Regions from separate parts of the Mus musculus genome. Here region 2 is linked to region 1. The links are chromatin contacts, called in public Hi-C maps. All regions are on one chromosome and are shown on one strand. The core of a region is the stretch at or near the end of the contact, and the rest is flanking DNA. Distances in the headings are between cores, read along the strand shown.

Region 1 (3,665 bases), core at 745-3,244:
GCTAGCTTGCTAAGCCTGATGGTGGGGTCTTTCACCACTAAGACAGAAGTCCCTGTTTCCACTCTGCTTTTGGGTGATGGATCTTTAGCTGGCTCTCGCTAATTTTGCTTACAGACTCCTCTAGATGTAATCACTCAGTGTGCTCAAGTATAGAACAGCTTTATCGGCTGCTACTCAGAATAGCTACCAGGCAGAGAGCGTTCATCTCCTTTCCCCATCAGTCTGAGTTATAGTTTTCACACAGTAACACTCGTGGCCGCTTTTCCCCTGTCGTTTTCTCCTGAGACGACAAATGCCTTACTGAACTGGGGAGGGCAGGCAAAGCGGACAGGCTGCCATAGCTCTTCTGGATTCTCTGACTATGGGCCACTCACCCCCAGGAAGGGATCATGGTGAGGTTCCTTTTGTGGACCTCATTGTGGTCATTCTGTTTAATTCCGTGCTACATAAGGAAACACATGTTCCATGCCTAAAGGCTACTCTTTGCAGGACTGGTCAGTAAGAGAGGAGACATTTTGATCTCCATCTCTCTGGCTCCGTTGACTCTCTCAGTTGGTCTTTGAGTGGGAAGAAGAAAAGGTGTAATATATTACAGTGAATAAAACAAGAAAGCTTAAAATCCTGAAACAATAGGCTTAAGGTAAGATACCCATTAGAGTGTTCAAGAAAACTAAGGAAAACAATCTTGTAAATTTCATGGCTAAAATGGGGCTGTCTTGGTTAGGATTTCATTGCTGTGAGGAGACATTATGACCAAGGCAACTCTTTTTTTTTTTTTTTCTTGAGACGGGGTTTCTCTGTATAGTCCTGGCTGTCCTGGAACTCACTTTGTAGACCAGGCTGGCCTCGAACTCAGAAATCCGCCTGCCTCTGCCTCCCAAGTGCTGGGATTAAAGGCGTGCATCACCACGCCTGGCCCAAGGCAACTCTTAAAAAGGTAGACATTTAATTGGAGCTGGCTTACAGTTTCAGAGGTTCAGTCCATACTCTCATACACACAGCATAGCTTGAGCATAGGAACTCAAAGCCCACCCCTGCAGTGTTGTATTTCCTCCAACAAGGCCACACCTCCTGATAGTGCTACTTCCTATAGGCCAAGCATATTCAAACCATCATAGGGACTAACCTAAATTCTTCTTTATCATTTAGTAAGTCATTTAAACAGTTGATGTGTGTACTGTAAGATTATCTTTTGCCTGTCCATGCTTCCTCCTCCAGACAGACTGGATGAAGGGAGAAACATCTTTCGTCCCGACAACCTTCAGGAACTGTTGCTGGGTTAGTAACTAGGGCAATGCCCACACCTCACACCCCGAGGGTATAAAAACACTCACCTCTCCTTGCCTCTTTTCTGCCCCAGGTCTTAGATGAAGTCTGGTGTCTGCTAGCAAGACACACAGCATACTGACGGGACTGATGGCCAGCGTCCTAGAGACCCCAGAGACTCCAAAGCTGTTTCAGACCCTTTGCTCTGAGCCCAGAGTCCAGGATCGCTTTCCCCCCCAGACTCTTGCTTCATGCTGCGTGATGCTTCTCCTGATTGCGGCATGGATTCTACACTACCATCCACCTGTGGTTAAAGTGCTGCTTAAGTTACAGGATCTTGTGATGACTGAAAGGTCATGGTGAGACAATGAGAGATAAAGTCACAAAGATACAATGGGGGTAGATGCAATATTAGCTTAGAGCAGAAAACTCAGCCTGCCAGGCACGGATGTCCTCAGGAGAACTATATGACACCCCGACAGGGGAGGGTGAAAAGAGTGAGAATGGAAGAGGAGGACACAGGTTTCGATCCAGGGACTCTGGGATCTGGGGCATGGAGACAGGCAGAGTTTGATTTAAGTAACTTTCCAAAGCCTTGCAAATGGAAATATCTGAACCATTCTTCTTGATTTTGGCAAAGAAGAATTCAAGAACAGAAAGAGGCAGGATTGGGCGGTACCCTCTCTGCTGTGGGGACCGGTTTAGCTCTTCCCCTTTTGACATTTCCGTGGTTGAGAGGGAATCGACACCCTCTTCATTCCTGATTGGCTGAGGTCAGTTTCCCTCTCTGCCTTCCTTCCCTGTGTCCCCATGACTAGTTTCTCTAACTTCACCAGGTCGGAGCATTCAGCCCCTGTCTGGGAATTGCCTATATCTTGCTTTGGCTAATCTGAAAGCTGGGTCACTGGTCTTAGATGACCTGAGGGTGTGTGCTCAAGAAATTAGATTATCTTTGTGCAGAGTAAGAACATAATAAAGGAATTAACTTTGGCACTGGGCACAAGGCTGTCAGTCCCTGATTCGGGTTCTTGTGAGTCGGATGTAATTTTATACAGAACAGAAAAAGACTGAGATGAAAAATCCAAGAAAATTTTAATATTTTGAATTCTGGTTCACATTTTATAGTAAAACACTAACTAAAAAGCAGTTAACCTGCCCCCCTCAATACATTTATTGTAAATGGATGTAAAATGTGATGCAAAATGCATCTTTTTTTCTCTTACTACATTAAGAGTGTCCTAGCTAAGCTAGGAGCAGGGCAGTGGGAAAGGGGCAGTAATGGCTCACACCTTTAATCCCATCACTTGGAAGGCAAAGGCAGACAGATCTCTTTCAGTTTGAGGTCAGCCTGGTCTACAGAGTGAGTTCTAGGACAGCTAGGGCTACACAGAGAACTGTTTGAAAAACCCCAAACCCAAAACCAAACCAACCGAACAAACAAAACAACAAAAAGAGAGTCTAGCTAAGCATATGGATTAAAATAAGAGTTACCCAAGGTCAGATACCCTCAGAAGTCTGACACCAGGAAATAAATGGAGACCTGTCAGACATGGAAGTGGGCACTTCAAACCCCTGTTCTACACTGTCTTTCCTCAGTTGGTCCCAAAGGGAGGAAGAAGGAGGAAGGGAAAGAATGAGCAGCTACGTGGAGACATGAGATCACAAGATGAAATCGGAAACTATATCTAAGTAAGAACAGGGAGGGGCTCCAGGCCAGAGGATCTGAATAAGGAAGGCACAGTGGCTTGATTTAAAAATGTCTGAATGTGTAGTCTAAGGCTTTAAAATGATTTTTACGGGCACCTGAGGGCCACTGTGCATTTGATCTTGATTATGTAATTAATGGATGTAAGGGGATGTTTGAGTCAACATTCCAGAAAATGGGATCAGAGAGCCCAGCAGTTCTGCTGCCCAGAGGCTCAAGAGTGGGAGAGTAATAGCTTGAGTGGATGGAGAGGGAACAAGAGGAAGGGATTATCTGTGTAAGAAGAATTGGCAAGGATTGGCTCAGGCTGGAGGAGATAGAGCTCTGAGGGAGCCTGACAATGGCTGAGCACTGATCATGGTCTAAACGGGTTCCCCTGCACCCAGGGAGAAGCTCAGGTTCTCCTGTGACCTCTGACTCGGGTGTGAGCCTGGCTCTTACTGTAAAGGGTAAGCAAGCTGGCTTGCCTCCATTCATAGATGCTTGGGGACAGAGCTGGGTCTCGCTCCAAGTGTCTGGCTGTGGGCTCCGTGCTGCTTACTCTCCACCCTGCTTCTTCATGACCTCTTTTACTTCCCTGTGACATCTTGTCTGAGCATCATAAGATTCAAGACCCAAGGGCAGTTTTGACAGAATCATGGCTGTGGATCGGTGTTGCCAGCAAAAGGCAGCAGAATTAAGACTTGAACCCAAG
Region 2 (3,665 bases), core at 805-3,304, 130 kb after region 1:
TAAGTTTAAGGGAAAGTCGGTGTTTTTCTGGGCAAGAGAAGCTGGAAAGAGGAGGGGGGAAAACAGAAATGGAGCAAAGTGCTGGTGGCTGATGGAGGAGTGTCTAGGAGAGAGTCTCAAGTGTAAAGAAAAGACCTTGAAAAGAAAAGAGCATTTCCACCTTTGAGACATGGTCTGAGGTGGGTGGGTAAAGAGGCACATTGTTAGGTCACACCGAATGATCTTATATGGTCAGGGGGCGGAGAAGTGGAGAAGAGGGAGAGGAGAGAGGAATGTGGAAGGGCTTTTGGCAGGAGTCTGGCAGGGAGTGACCCAAATACCTCTGGATGCTAGGAGCTAGCTGAGTGAGATCGGCTGGGTCCCTAGGAGCATGAGCAGGCCTGGGGACAAGATGTCCTTTGGCATTGCTCAGCAGGCTGGGAGCAGGAGGACAGGAAATGGGTGGAATGTAACAGCTGCACACACAAATGTCCGTAGCTGGAGATCTCAGGAGACTCTGTGCATCTGACTCCCGTCCTCAGTGAATGTTCCAGTTACATGATATCATTTCTTCCCTTTGAAGATCATTATGAACCTTGGGCCAGGAAGAAATGCCATAATTTGTCACTGAAATGTGTGGTGCGTAATGGAGAAAATATGGAAAGGTCTAAAACTTCAACAGTGCCTAACACGAGGCTGGGGAGAGGGCTCGGGCAGTCCAGTGCTTGTCTTGCAAGTTCAAGGACATGAACTCAACTCTCAGAACTCACATAAAAGAACTGGGTGTGGTTGCATGATTTTTAAAATCCCAGCACTGGCGAGAGGAGGAGACGAGCAGATACCTAGGGCTTGCTGGCTAGCCACCCTACCCTACTCAGTGAGCTCCAGGGAGAGACTCTGTCATAAAAAACTGAAGGGTGAACTCAAGAGAGGTGGGCTGGCAGTTAAGAGTAGTTGCTGCTCTTTCTAGAGGACCAGGTTCAGTTATCTGTAAATCACATGGTGGCTTATAACCTTGGTAGTTCCAGTTTCAAAGGATCTGATACTGTTTTGTTTGCCCATGTGGCCACCAAACACATGTGGTGCAGGAACACACTCACTCATATACATAAAATAATTATACTGAAGGGGAAAAAAAATCAAATTTTAGCTGGGCAGTGGTGGTACACGCCTATGATCCCAGTGTTCAGGCAGTAGAGGGAGGCAGATCTCGAGGCTAGCCTGGTCTACAGAGTGAGCTTCAGGACAGCCATGGCTACACAGAGAAACCCTGCCTTGTAAAACAACAAACAAAAAACAAACTTTAATATATTAGAAAGATAAAGTTGGACTCTGCACACACTGGCAACCACATGACTCACAAATACACACATACCAAAGATGAGCAATTAAAAATTTAGTTACTGGGGGCTGGAGAGATGGCTCGGAGGTTAAGAGCACTGACTGTTCTTCCAGAGTTCAATTACCAGTAACCACATGGTGGCCATAACCATCTGTAATGAGATCTGGTGCCCTCTTCTGGTTTGCAGACATACATGCAGGCAGAATACTATCTACAGAACAAATAAACCAATCCCCCCCCCCAAAATTAGTTACTGACTAGCATTGCTTCAGATCATAGTGTGTATAGATGGTATCAATGCCCACTTCATATTCCAGTCTGTGTAACGAAACACTGATCCTCATGTTCTTCTGTAGGTAGATCTTATCACAGACTATCTAGTGTCAATCATTCTCTAAAACAAAATGCTCAAGAAATTGAACTAGAATTAAAATACCTGGGCTCCATTCCAGCTTTGTCACCACCGATGTGCCCCCCAAGTCATCTTACCATTCCTTGGCCTTAACCACTCGTTTGTAAAATAGGAAACTAGATGAAATCTCTCATAGCCCCAATGTTATTACATAGTCCTACAGTTTCCGGCCTTCCTTTAACAAAGATTTTTCTCTGTGAGTGCTGTCCAAGTTGGACACTAGGGGTCACGTTCAGATAACCACTCACAAACACATCTGCCTGTTTCCTCAAGAGAAGGTCCCGAGCAGCTAGAGGATGCGCAACCTGCTTTCTCACTTAAAGGACTTTGAATGCTCTGTGCTGTTTCCCTTTCCGTTCACTGGGCTTGAGGGCGGGGCAGGAAGCCAGGCTTCTCCATCAGCTTTTCCTTTGGGTTAACGTTATTTTCTTCCTTTCTCACTGTGATCCCCAACTAGTTCTTCAGTTGTGAGGCAAATTATCAATCTCAATGATTCATGATTTGCCTCTACCAGTACTTCTTTGCTAGGTAGGCTGGCCCCAAATCAGAACACCTCAAAGACAAGGAACAGACAAACAGCCTCCTTTGTGAAGACTGGCTTCTCACTGAATGGTTAGCAATTCTTGTACTGCGTGGTGCTTCTGAGGCAAGCGGGTTTCTGAGTTCCTTGTAATCTTGTTTTACTGATCTGAGCATTCCTCTGTCAAGCATAGATCCCCATTTGTCCTCTTTCAACAGTTGGTCTTGGGGTAGTCTTACACGCGTTCGCGACCGGCCAGGAAAGACGCAACAAACCAGAATCTTCTGCGGCAAAAGCTTTATTGCTTACATCTTCAGGAGCCAGAGAGCAAGAGCGCAAGAGAGCAAGAGAGCAAGAGTGCAAGAGAGCAAGAGAGCAAGAGCTCTATTGCTTACATCTTTAGGAGCCAGAGAGCTTTATTGCTTACATCTTTAGGAGCCAGAGCGCAAGAGTGCAAGAGAGAGAATGGTGAAACCCCGTCCCTTTTAAGGAGAATTATCCTCCGCCTAGGACGTGTCACTCCCTGATTGGCTGCAGCCCATCGGCCGAGTTGTTGTCACGGGGAAGGCAGAGCACATGGGGTGGAAAACTACCCTTGGCACATTCGCAGATTATTTGTTTACCACTTAGAACACAGGATGTCAGCGCCATCTTGTAACCGCGAATGTGAGGGCGGCTTCCCACAGGGTAGGTGGGCAATTCAAATGAAAATTAAAATGATTCACCATTGTAGGGAAAGGATAATTCAGTAAGCCATTTCCACGTTTAATAGCAATGCTTCGAAGCATCTCTATGGTGCTGCAATCTCGAAGTGTTTTCATGTGTATCATTTCCTTTCATAATCACTATGTGTCCCTTCTCCACCCTCCTCTCATCCTCCTTTGGAATAAAGGCCAAAAGGGACACAGAAAAGACAGAGGGGGATGGTAGGCAGCCTGGGGAGCAGAGTGAAGCTCGTCTTGGCAGTCTGGGTTAGTGTCTTGGCTGCATCCCTCGGCAGTCACATATTGGCATGACACACCCCTATGTTTGGATGTCCTTCTCTGAAAAACTGGCTCTGAATACCTCCTTTTTGGGTTAATGGAAAGATGGTCTTTTTGGAGAACCAGCCAGTCTCCATCTTAAGCTTAAGAGTCATCTTATGTTAAAGACAAAACAGGTTCATTCCATTTAAGATTGAACCTCTATTTTCTCAAGGATTGGGCTAGAACCTTAACTACAGATGTTTCTGTGCTCTGTTCCAGGAATGACAATCACGTGTGTGTTTCATGAGGTTGTTGGCGAACTTGTTGTGGTTGTGTTCTGCTCCTGTAACCCCACCTATTTCCCCTGTCAAATCCCTCATTTGGAATTCCCTTACCCCTGAACTATATAAAAGGCTCATCTGTCTTCCTCACATCTGTGGCTACTCT

Evidence for each region. Hi-C and Micro-C count contacts between places; a contact is called where the count stands out from the background.
Region 2: a contact with region 1 is called in a Hi-C map of bone marrow-derived macrophages, with 1.6 times the contacts expected there. The contact joins two enhancer-like sites. A contact is called at or near these places in 4 of 484 Hi-C or Micro-C datasets (bone marrow-derived macrophages and embryonic stem cells), 5 of 115 datasets of contacts at active chromatin or transcription factors (embryonic stem cells and kidney) and 1 of 9 other capture datasets (embryonic stem cells).

What each region holds. Positions count from the first base shown.
Region 1 is chr13:98,995,222-98,998,886 of GRCm38.p6, forward strand. Gm35279 (a long non-coding RNA gene) reads left to right here. Exons shown (of 5, transcript XR_873855.1): 2 at 1,219-1,278; 3 at 1,361-1,625. Among named protein-coding and RNA genes, the nearest start is that of Gm35279, 2.8 kb to the left of the region's middle. Within about 2 kb of position 1,995, at least 43 of the 459 cell types and tissues checked have an H3K27ac peak or open chromatin away from gene starts, as enhancers often do. A contact at or near this core is called in bone marrow-derived macrophages, where this site is marked.
Region 2 is chr13:99,124,722-99,128,386 of GRCm38.p6, forward strand. No RefSeq gene overlaps it. Among named protein-coding and RNA genes, the nearest start is that of Gm45938, 16 kb to the left of the region's middle. Within about 2 kb of position 2,055, at least 71 of the 459 cell types and tissues checked have an H3K27ac peak or open chromatin away from gene starts, as enhancers often do. A contact at or near this core is called in bone marrow-derived macrophages, where this site is marked.